Linked DNA regions of Sus scrofa: region 2 is linked to region 1. A link is a contact called in public Hi-C data. All regions are on one chromosome and are shown on one strand. The core of a region is the stretch at or near the end of the contact, and the rest is flanking DNA. Distances in the headings are between cores, read along the strand shown. Region 1 holds the start of LOC100152306 (interferon alpha-inducible protein 27-like protein 2). Region 2 has its middle 31 kb from the start of SERPINA5.

The links. A called contact is a pair of places that touch in the nucleus more often than the background predicts.
Region 2: a contact with region 1 is called in a Hi-C map of embryonic fibroblasts, with 2.4 times the contacts expected there. The contact joins the enhancer-like site here to the promoter of LOC100152306 in region 1. A contact is called at or near these places in 25 of 47 Hi-C or Micro-C datasets (adipose tissue, alveolar macrophages, blood and 16 more).

What each region holds. Positions count from the first base shown.
Region 1 is chr7:115,368,608-115,372,536 of Sscrofa11.1, forward strand. It overlaps LOC100152306 (interferon alpha-inducible protein 27-like protein 2), which reads right to left and starts at 2,254. Exons shown (of 6, transcript XM_021099654.1): 1 at 2,124-2,254; 2 at 1,938-1,967; 3 at 1,222-1,383; 4 at 488-735. The coding sequence starts at 2,130.
Region 2 is chr7:115,766,572-115,770,729 of Sscrofa11.1, forward strand. No RefSeq gene overlaps it. Among named protein-coding and RNA genes, the nearest start is that of SERPINA5, 31 kb to the right of the region's middle. Within about 2 kb of position 2,045, at least 19 of the 83 cell types and tissues checked have an H3K27ac peak or open chromatin away from gene starts, as enhancers often do. A contact at or near this core is called in adipose tissue, embryonic fibroblasts, liver and 1 more, where this site is marked.

The DNA.
Region 1 (3,929 bases), core at 1,004-3,503:
AAAGCCACGCTTTTTCAAGGAAAGAATGCCAGTTCCCTTTTGATTTTCCAGACACAGTGCAGTGACCATTCCTGATTCCATCTCCCCTGGGGTGCCCAGAGCCCTTGGCTTACTCTCCTGTCCTTGTCCTGGTGGTTTGCTTGTCAGCCTGCCCACTGCACTTTGAGCAAGGCTGGTGTCCTGCCACCCCTGAATGGGTAGTGCCCACTAATGAGGATGGGCAAAGGGCTCTGGGGTCTGTGGCTCGTTACACATCCTGTCTCCGCTTCACCTCCGCCTCGCTGGGAACCTCTGTCAACCCCATCATCGAGGGAGGGGTTAACCGAGACCCACTGATGGCCCCCAGGTCTACTGCCCATCCGTGTAAGACGAGACCAACCCACGCCTCCTGCCTAGGGGTTCTTTGCTTGCTCAGCCTGCCACCTCGCTCTGCCCCCAGACACCAGGCAGGCTGGGCGATGGAGAGAATAGGAAACTGCCAACTCACAAGCCCGGGGCAGCCAGGAACAAAGACAGGGAACGGGCAGGTGACTTTATTTCTCAAGCTTCTCCGACTTGAGGGGGGGTTGGGAGGTTCAGCTTGGGATACATCTTCTCCTGGCTGGCCGCCTTCAGCCCTGGGTTCAGCCGGGGGAGGGGAAGGAGGTACCTTTTTTGTACCTCCAAGCCAAGCCCCAAAAGCTGATCCCACGGAGCCCAGGAGGATGTTGGATGATGTGGAGAGTCCAGCTGCCCCTGGGCGAGAGTCAGAGAATAAGCACAGAGGAAGGTGCCGAGGCCGGGGCCCCTCCGCAGCCCCAAGGCCCAGAGATCCCACCTCTAGGTCCTGAAACCCCCAAGGCTCTGCTCTGCAGGCGGCTGGGGACAGGAGGAGAGAGTGAATTCATGGGAGGTGAGAGTCAGCCACAGACTTCAAGAGCTCCAAGTCCCACGGAGGCCCAGAGACAGGAGGGCCACGCAGGTGTCTGCCATGGGTAGGGCTGGACCCAGAGCCCAGCCATCACATGCCCTGGCTCCTTCCCTTCTTCTCTTTCCCAGGACCCCCTCACCCCTCCAACTCTCCCCGCAAATCTCGCTCTAGAGTCAGGAAGGAGGGCGCGGGGAGCCAGAGATCAGCGATGCTGAGGACCCCGCTGCTGGAAGGAGCAGACACCCTCCCTCAGACTTGGACTCTGACCCTTCACCCCCTCCCCCTGCCCCTCGTCCTGTTCAGACACTTACCCACGGACTGGAGAGTCGCCACCAGGCTGCCGGCTGCGACGCCGCCCCCGTTGGCGACGGCGGCCGCTGACATCATCTTGGCCGCTAAGGAGGAGGCCGCGATCCCTGCCCCGGTGAAGCCCAGGGCGCCCAGCACCACGGGCACAGCCCCCACGGCCAGGGCTGTAGGGGGAGAGGAGCTGGCTCGGGGCGTGGGCTCGGGAGTGAACCCCGGTTGGGAATTCGTTGACAGAGTCTAGGGACTCTGCTCCGAGCATCCTGAGACAGCCCCTTGGAGGGGCTCCCAAGGTAGAGAACAAAAGTGGGGGGGGGTGGACCCAGCTGCGGAAGTAGGTTAGAGGGGGGGCCGGTTGGGTCTCTAGCTCGCTGAGTGACAGTGGGGGAGTCATTACCCCTCCCTGGGCTTCAGGTGTGTGCGTGTGGGGGAGAAATCAACCACCCCCGATTTCGGCAGCAAACCCGGTTTCGAATGAAATCTCTACATGCCTATGACACCCGAGGGCCAGAGGAGCAGCTAGGTCGGGGGGTGCCGGAGGCCTTTTCGGGGGAGCACCGCTCTCTGCCCCCGAGGTTTCCCCCCCCGCCCCCCGCGGCTCTGGGAGCGGAGGGAGGCCAACGAGCCAGCACTCGCCACTCCGGCAGGGCCACCTCTCTAAGGTCTCCCACCCATCCCGGGGCCGGGGGCAGGTGCAGGCCTGGAGATCCAGCGAGATCACCTCCTCCGATGGCTGCTGCAGCTGCCCGTTCTTGAGAGACACAGAGAAAGAGGCACCGAGAGGGTGCGTGCGTTAGTCGGCTGAGAGAGCGAGGGAAAGAAGCGAGTCTTTGTTCCTTCTTGGGTTGGGGTCTAGCAGGCCCGCCCCCTCCCCCGACTTCCAGGCTGACGGGGAAGCAAGACTCACTCATCATGGGGACCCTCTTCTCGCCGCAGCTCAGCTCCGGAAATGACTATGGTCCAGGAGGTGATCTTATTTCCCCGACAACCAATGGGGACGCGGCCGGCCCCTCGCAGCGCCCGGCCCAAGGAAAACGCAGGGACCCAAGCGCAGTGTCCGCCCCCCGCCCCAGCCTCCCCACCCCTTCCCTCCTACTTGCCGTCTGCTCGCCAGCCCCCTACCCCCGTCCCGCCCACACTCGCCGGTCCCCCACCTTCACCCCACCCATCCATCTCCCCGCGCACGCCCGGCACCTGTCGGCCCCTGCCCACTGGTGGTACCCCACCCACCCCCACGGTGAGTTTCTCTCTCCTTAGTGTTCTGCCAGAGGGAAAAGAGCCCTAAAACGCCTGAAAACCATTGCAACTGGGCGGTGCTTCCAAGCTGTGGCATTTTCCCCCAAGACAGAAGAGTTGATCACTGCAAAAACGAAACAAAACAAAACAACAAAAAACCTAAACAAAACCTAAGGCGAGAAACATTTCATTTCACCTCCAGAGGGAGATGCTGATAGATTTGGGCGCATTTCCTTCCTGTTGTCTCCTTGGACCACCCCATCTCTGTCACTCGCTGAGTATGGCATGTCGCCTCTAAGCGCCACGCCCGCGGTACACCTGGCAAACGAATCATTTTGTTTAACTGCCATTTGCATTTCCCCAGGCTGCTTAATAGTCTTCAGGATTTTTTTTTAAGGTTAAATTTATGGAGACACAACTTACCCAGAGTAAAATTCAACTTTTTAGTGTCATGTCTGTGTGTTCGTGTTAGGGCAAGTGCGTGTTCCCCGCGCAGGGAGGCCAAACAAACTGAATCGTGGGAGCCTGGAGCAGAGAAAGGCCTGTTGCAGGCACGCAAGACTTGTGCCCCTAAAAGAGCCTGAACTCCCTGAACCAAACCTGTAAAACATCGTTAAAAGCCAGGTGGGGTGGGGGTGGGGGGTCACAGGGCAAGGGATCCACTCCTACACAGTTCTGATGGGTTGGTGGTGAGGTCACAGGGCCGGGTGGCAGGGGTTAACATTGTCAAGCCTGGGCACCAGTAGGTCTCACGCTCAAGGTCATCAAGAAGTTAATTTCTTCTGTTTGGTGATGGTTTTAGTGTCTGTAAAACAATTCAGGAAACATGCATCAGATCCTATTTATTATCTAGGTACTTCAGAGAGGAGTTACAACAGAAGATATGGGGGTGGGAGGGCTGCCCCAGGAAGGTCCCTAAGGGTCCTGCTCAGTTCCATTTGGACAGTTTTACGGTTGTGGAGATGCAGGCTCAGCTACAGGGCATTTTCATCACCCACCTCCCCACCCCCAGATTCCCCCACTCCTTTGCAGTCAGCCCCTTCCCAGCCCCATCCCCTGGCCACCTGCAGTCTGTTTTCTGTCCCTACATGTGCCTTTTTTCAGACTTTCAACAGGTTTCTTACTTGTCATCCAACATTCTTTCCTGGGGATAAACTATGATTCAATGTATCAGCCCCCCCTTTTTTAGGGTGTTGTCTTTTTTTTGTTTTGTTTTTAGGGCTGCACCTGTGGCATATGGAGGTTCCCAGGCTGAGGGTCAGATTGGAGCTGCAGCTGCCAGCCTACACCACAGCCACAGCAATGCCAGATCCAAGCCTCGTATGCAAACTCCACCACAGCGTGCGGCAACTTGGGATCTTTAACCCACTGAGCAAGGCCTGAGATCAAACCTGAATCCTTACTGACACTGTGTCGGGTTCTTAACCGCTGAGCCACAATGGGAACTCCTGTTTTTAAGGATTTAAATTTTTTGTAA
Region 2 (4,158 bases), core at 795-3,294, 400 kb after region 1:
AAGATATCTAAAAAGAGGCATCTCCTGGGCAGCTGCTCACACTGCCTTTCTTGATTTGGATCCTGGCTCCATGGATGGGTTCAATTTGTGGATAATTAATGAGCTTTACACTTAGGATAAGTGCTTGCTTCTGCATGTGTATTACACGCCAATAAATCATCTGTAAAGAGATGTCTAAAAAGTGTTATTAAAATGAATAGCATTTTGTAATATAACAGATTGAAATACTCATGAGTTTAGACAGTGATGAAAAAAATCCAGAGAGGCGAGTTTTAGTTTTTAAACTGCTGGCTGATTGTAATGATTCCACCAGGTCAGAGCAGAACTACATCTGCTGAGGAGTCCATCTTCTAGACTTGTGTTCAGCCGCAACTAACACAAAACTTGACTGAGCAACAGCTTAAATATTTTCAAGGGACTAAACGGGGACTTATGGTTTGGCGTGATGATGGGAAGGGGGGTGCAAAGCTCTTTCCGTGGGAGTCCCAAGGACTTCCCTGAAGAGCTTGCATTTGGGCAGAGACCTGCAGGACAAGAAGGACCCACCTTGGAAGAGCTGCCTCAACAGGGAAAATAGGATGTTCAAAAGTCCTGAGGTATGATAAAGCTTATGGTGTTGGGGGAACAACAAGAAGGGTAGAAAGTCTGGACTGGAAGCAGTGAAGGGGAGGGTGGTGGGAGATGAGGCAGGAAAGTAGGTAGAGGTCCAGCTATCTGATGCCTTCTGGACATCAGAAAGACTCCAGGTACCATCTTACGTGAAATAAGAGGCCTGCGGACATTGGAGAGACAGAGCCTCCTCCTTGATCCTTTACCTTGGGAAATATATCCAACGGTGATGCAGGGAGCATCATCAGTAGTGTTCACAGGTGAGCAACTGCATCTGGGATGAGGGATGGGACATGGCCAGGCTGAGCAGTGGTGAAGATTGAAGTCAGAATTAGTGTCCAGCTTCAAATCCTCCACAGAGGAAGGTCAGCATGGAGGCAGCACCCGTGGAGACGGTGCACCTGTACAGAACAACCTGAGCAAAATCGAGATACAGTTGCCCAGCACCTCCTCAAAGGCAGAGTTTGTTGGAGGAGTAATTCTGGTGAGCCTTTTCCATCCTGTAACCAGTAAATGAAACCAGAAAACCCATCAACACCTGCTGATCTTCAGACACATTATCCATGCTGTCTCGGGTGCTCTAAATGCATCCTGGTGTTTGTTTATCTGTGTTACAGTGAATTGATTCAGAAGACTTAGGACTTATAAGAAAATCCTCTCGGGATTTCCCGCTGTAGTTCAGAGGAAACGAATCTGACTAGTATCCACGAGGATTCAGGTTCTATCCCTGGCCTCGCTCAGTGGGTTAAGGATCTGGTCTTGCCATGAGCTGTGGTGTAGGTCGCAGACACAGCTCAGATCCCTCTTTGCTGTGGCCGTGGCTGTATCTCTGATTTGACCCTTAGCCTGAGAACTTCCATATGCCACAAGTGTGGCCCTAAAACAAAAAACCAAAAAAACCAAAAACCAAAAAAAATAAAAACCACCTCTTTAATGGAATCTTTTCTTCCCAGTCTTCTGATCGTCTATTCTAGAGTCAGCAAAAAGGCTGAACCTCTGACTACCTGGTTCTGCACCCATAGCAGACGTGACTGGGCGATCCTAGGACTCACCTACAGAGCCCAGCCCTTCTCACCCCCAGTGCTCTGGCAGCTATACACATCTGATCGGGAGGAGTGCCAAAGGCAGTAGAGTTATTGCCCATCTTCAGACGTGGAGGGGCTGATTCAATCCAGTTCAGCCAATTTTTCCTGAGCACATCTGCCAAACTCAGAGAAAGAAAAAGAGATGAGATCCTTTGCCCCCCAGCGTAGGTACTTATAAATCTTCATCTCAATGAGTTTTGGTCCCATCACCACATCCTATAACTAGGGCGGGAGGCCATCCTGCGTTGAAGCTATCCCTCTCTGTCCTCAGGTTACTATCTATAAAGCGCAGCGCAGTGGCTCTTCCAAGGCTGGATCATTCCTGGCACGGCAGGCTGTCCTGCGCACCAGCAGTGGCCCTGGTCTCTGTCCGCTAGATGGCAGTAGCTGTCCCTTCCTCAACCGTGACAATCCAATGTCTCCCGCTGTCACCAAAAGTTCCCTAGGGGGGAAAATCCACCCCCTCCCAGTTGAGAATTGAGGCACTAAAGCCTCTTTCAGCACCAACACTGATTCTCAGAGTGTCTCAGGACGCAGAGAACTCAGCAGCCACAGAAGGAAGCCCGGGCAGTGTTTCTGCGCCATCTGCTGGCAACTCCGAGCCTTGTCCCCGCCGAGCCTGATGAACTTGGCCTGCAAATCAGCCCGGTGCTAACAGCCCAGGAGCTGGATGTACAGAGGCTCAGAGGGGGATGCGGGTAGGAAAAGAAAATGGAGAATGTACGAGCTGTGTGTGCTTTATGTAGTAGTCACAAGTTACGGCAGAAATCAAGGCTGATGGGGTCCTTGGTGAAGAGCTGCCTGCTTCTCTACCCGTACGTTTCTCAGTGGAGGCAATTTTGCCTCCCAGGGGACGTTTGGCAATGTCTGGAGAGGTTTTTGGTCCTCACGACTGCATGCGGGGGGGATGCGACTGCCACCTAGTGGGTGGAGACCACGGATGCTGCTCAACATCTTCAGCGCACGGGACAGCCCCACCCCGCAGCGAAAGAGGATCCAGCCCCCAATACCAGCAAGCACATATTTACCTAAAGATTTCTGCAGACCCAGCTCTGGGCTGAGTGGACAAGCAACTTGGTCCCTGGGTCCTTGGTCACTGGCGTTTCTGAGAAATGCAGAATCTGGGCTGGATGTGCATTGGCTCTGCCCGTTCTCACTGGGTGAGCTAGGAAAAGTAGCTGATCTCTTGGAAACCTTAATTTCCTTATCTGTAAAATGGGCATAATGCCGGCCGTACTAAGCTTATAGTCAGTAGATGGGCTTATTTGGGGGAAGTGAGGAGAGGGAGGGGCTGGGCATCCACACTGTCAGCTCAGAACTGGAACTGTCCTTGGGGGCAATCAGTCCTGCTGCCAGGAGGGGGCGAACGTCTCTGCCCCGGAGGTGACTCAGCTTCTCCCTGCCTTTGCCATCTCTGTTCCCTTCCCTGCCTCCCCCAGTGCAGCCTTGGAGCCCCTGGCCTCACCCCCTACACTAATGCACGGAGTGCTTAGAGCTCCCAAGTTCAAGGCCCGCCAGGAGAGAAATAGCATTCGGTTCTGGAACGTTCTTCCTGGAGAACAGTGGCCTTTGCCTGGCCCTCTCTCCATGCTGGCTCTGCGAGACTCACGTCACGTGAGCTGCGAGGCTCCCTCTGGAACAAACGTGCTTCTTGGAGGCTGGGGAGGGGGGCTGGGCGTCTGTCAGCCACCACCGCCTGGTTGGCGGTAGATTACAGGCCTGTGTGTGCAAACCAGTGACCAGCCACGTGCGTCTGCCTGACTCTGAGTGCGGGCGGGCACCACACCTCATCAGACCTTAATTAAAAGCCTCAGTCTGAGGTCTGGTTGCCTCCCTCTGATTTCTTCCTGCTGGTTTCCTGTGGGAAGAAAACCCAGGGGTCTGTTCTTACCGAGTTGTAAGTTTTGCTTCTTCTCTCCTCTACGTGTGTGTGTGTGTGTGTGTGTGCATGAGCTCACCCATGTCACATAGATTCTAATAATATAATATAATATAATATAAGTAAATCATCCATGTCTATAGTCCAAGATGGACATTCTAGAGCACAGATAAGCCTCTACGGAACCAACTAAGACAATGAGAGTGACACATCCGGAGGAAGGGATGGGACTGAAAGCCTGAAATGTCTAGGTCTAAATACAGATTGAAATAAAGCCCCCCCTCCCTGCTCCAGAGGCACAGGGTCAGGCGGCTTTGATCAGTCTGCCACTTTGGGAGTGGCTACGAGGTTGTCCCGCCCCTCTTCCTTGGGGCACAGCCTCAGCCCTCTGATGGCCCAGCCAGCGATTCCCAAACCCTGTTGGCATCGCATTGCCCTGAAGACGGGGTTGAACACCCAGATCTCCAGGCCTACCCAGTAAGCTGAGTCAGCACCTGTGGCGTGGGGTCTGGAATCCCCGGGTGATCCTGTAGGGTCAGCATGAGCCTGTCTGGGCAACGGGACGTGGCCGTGTTGGCCTGGCAT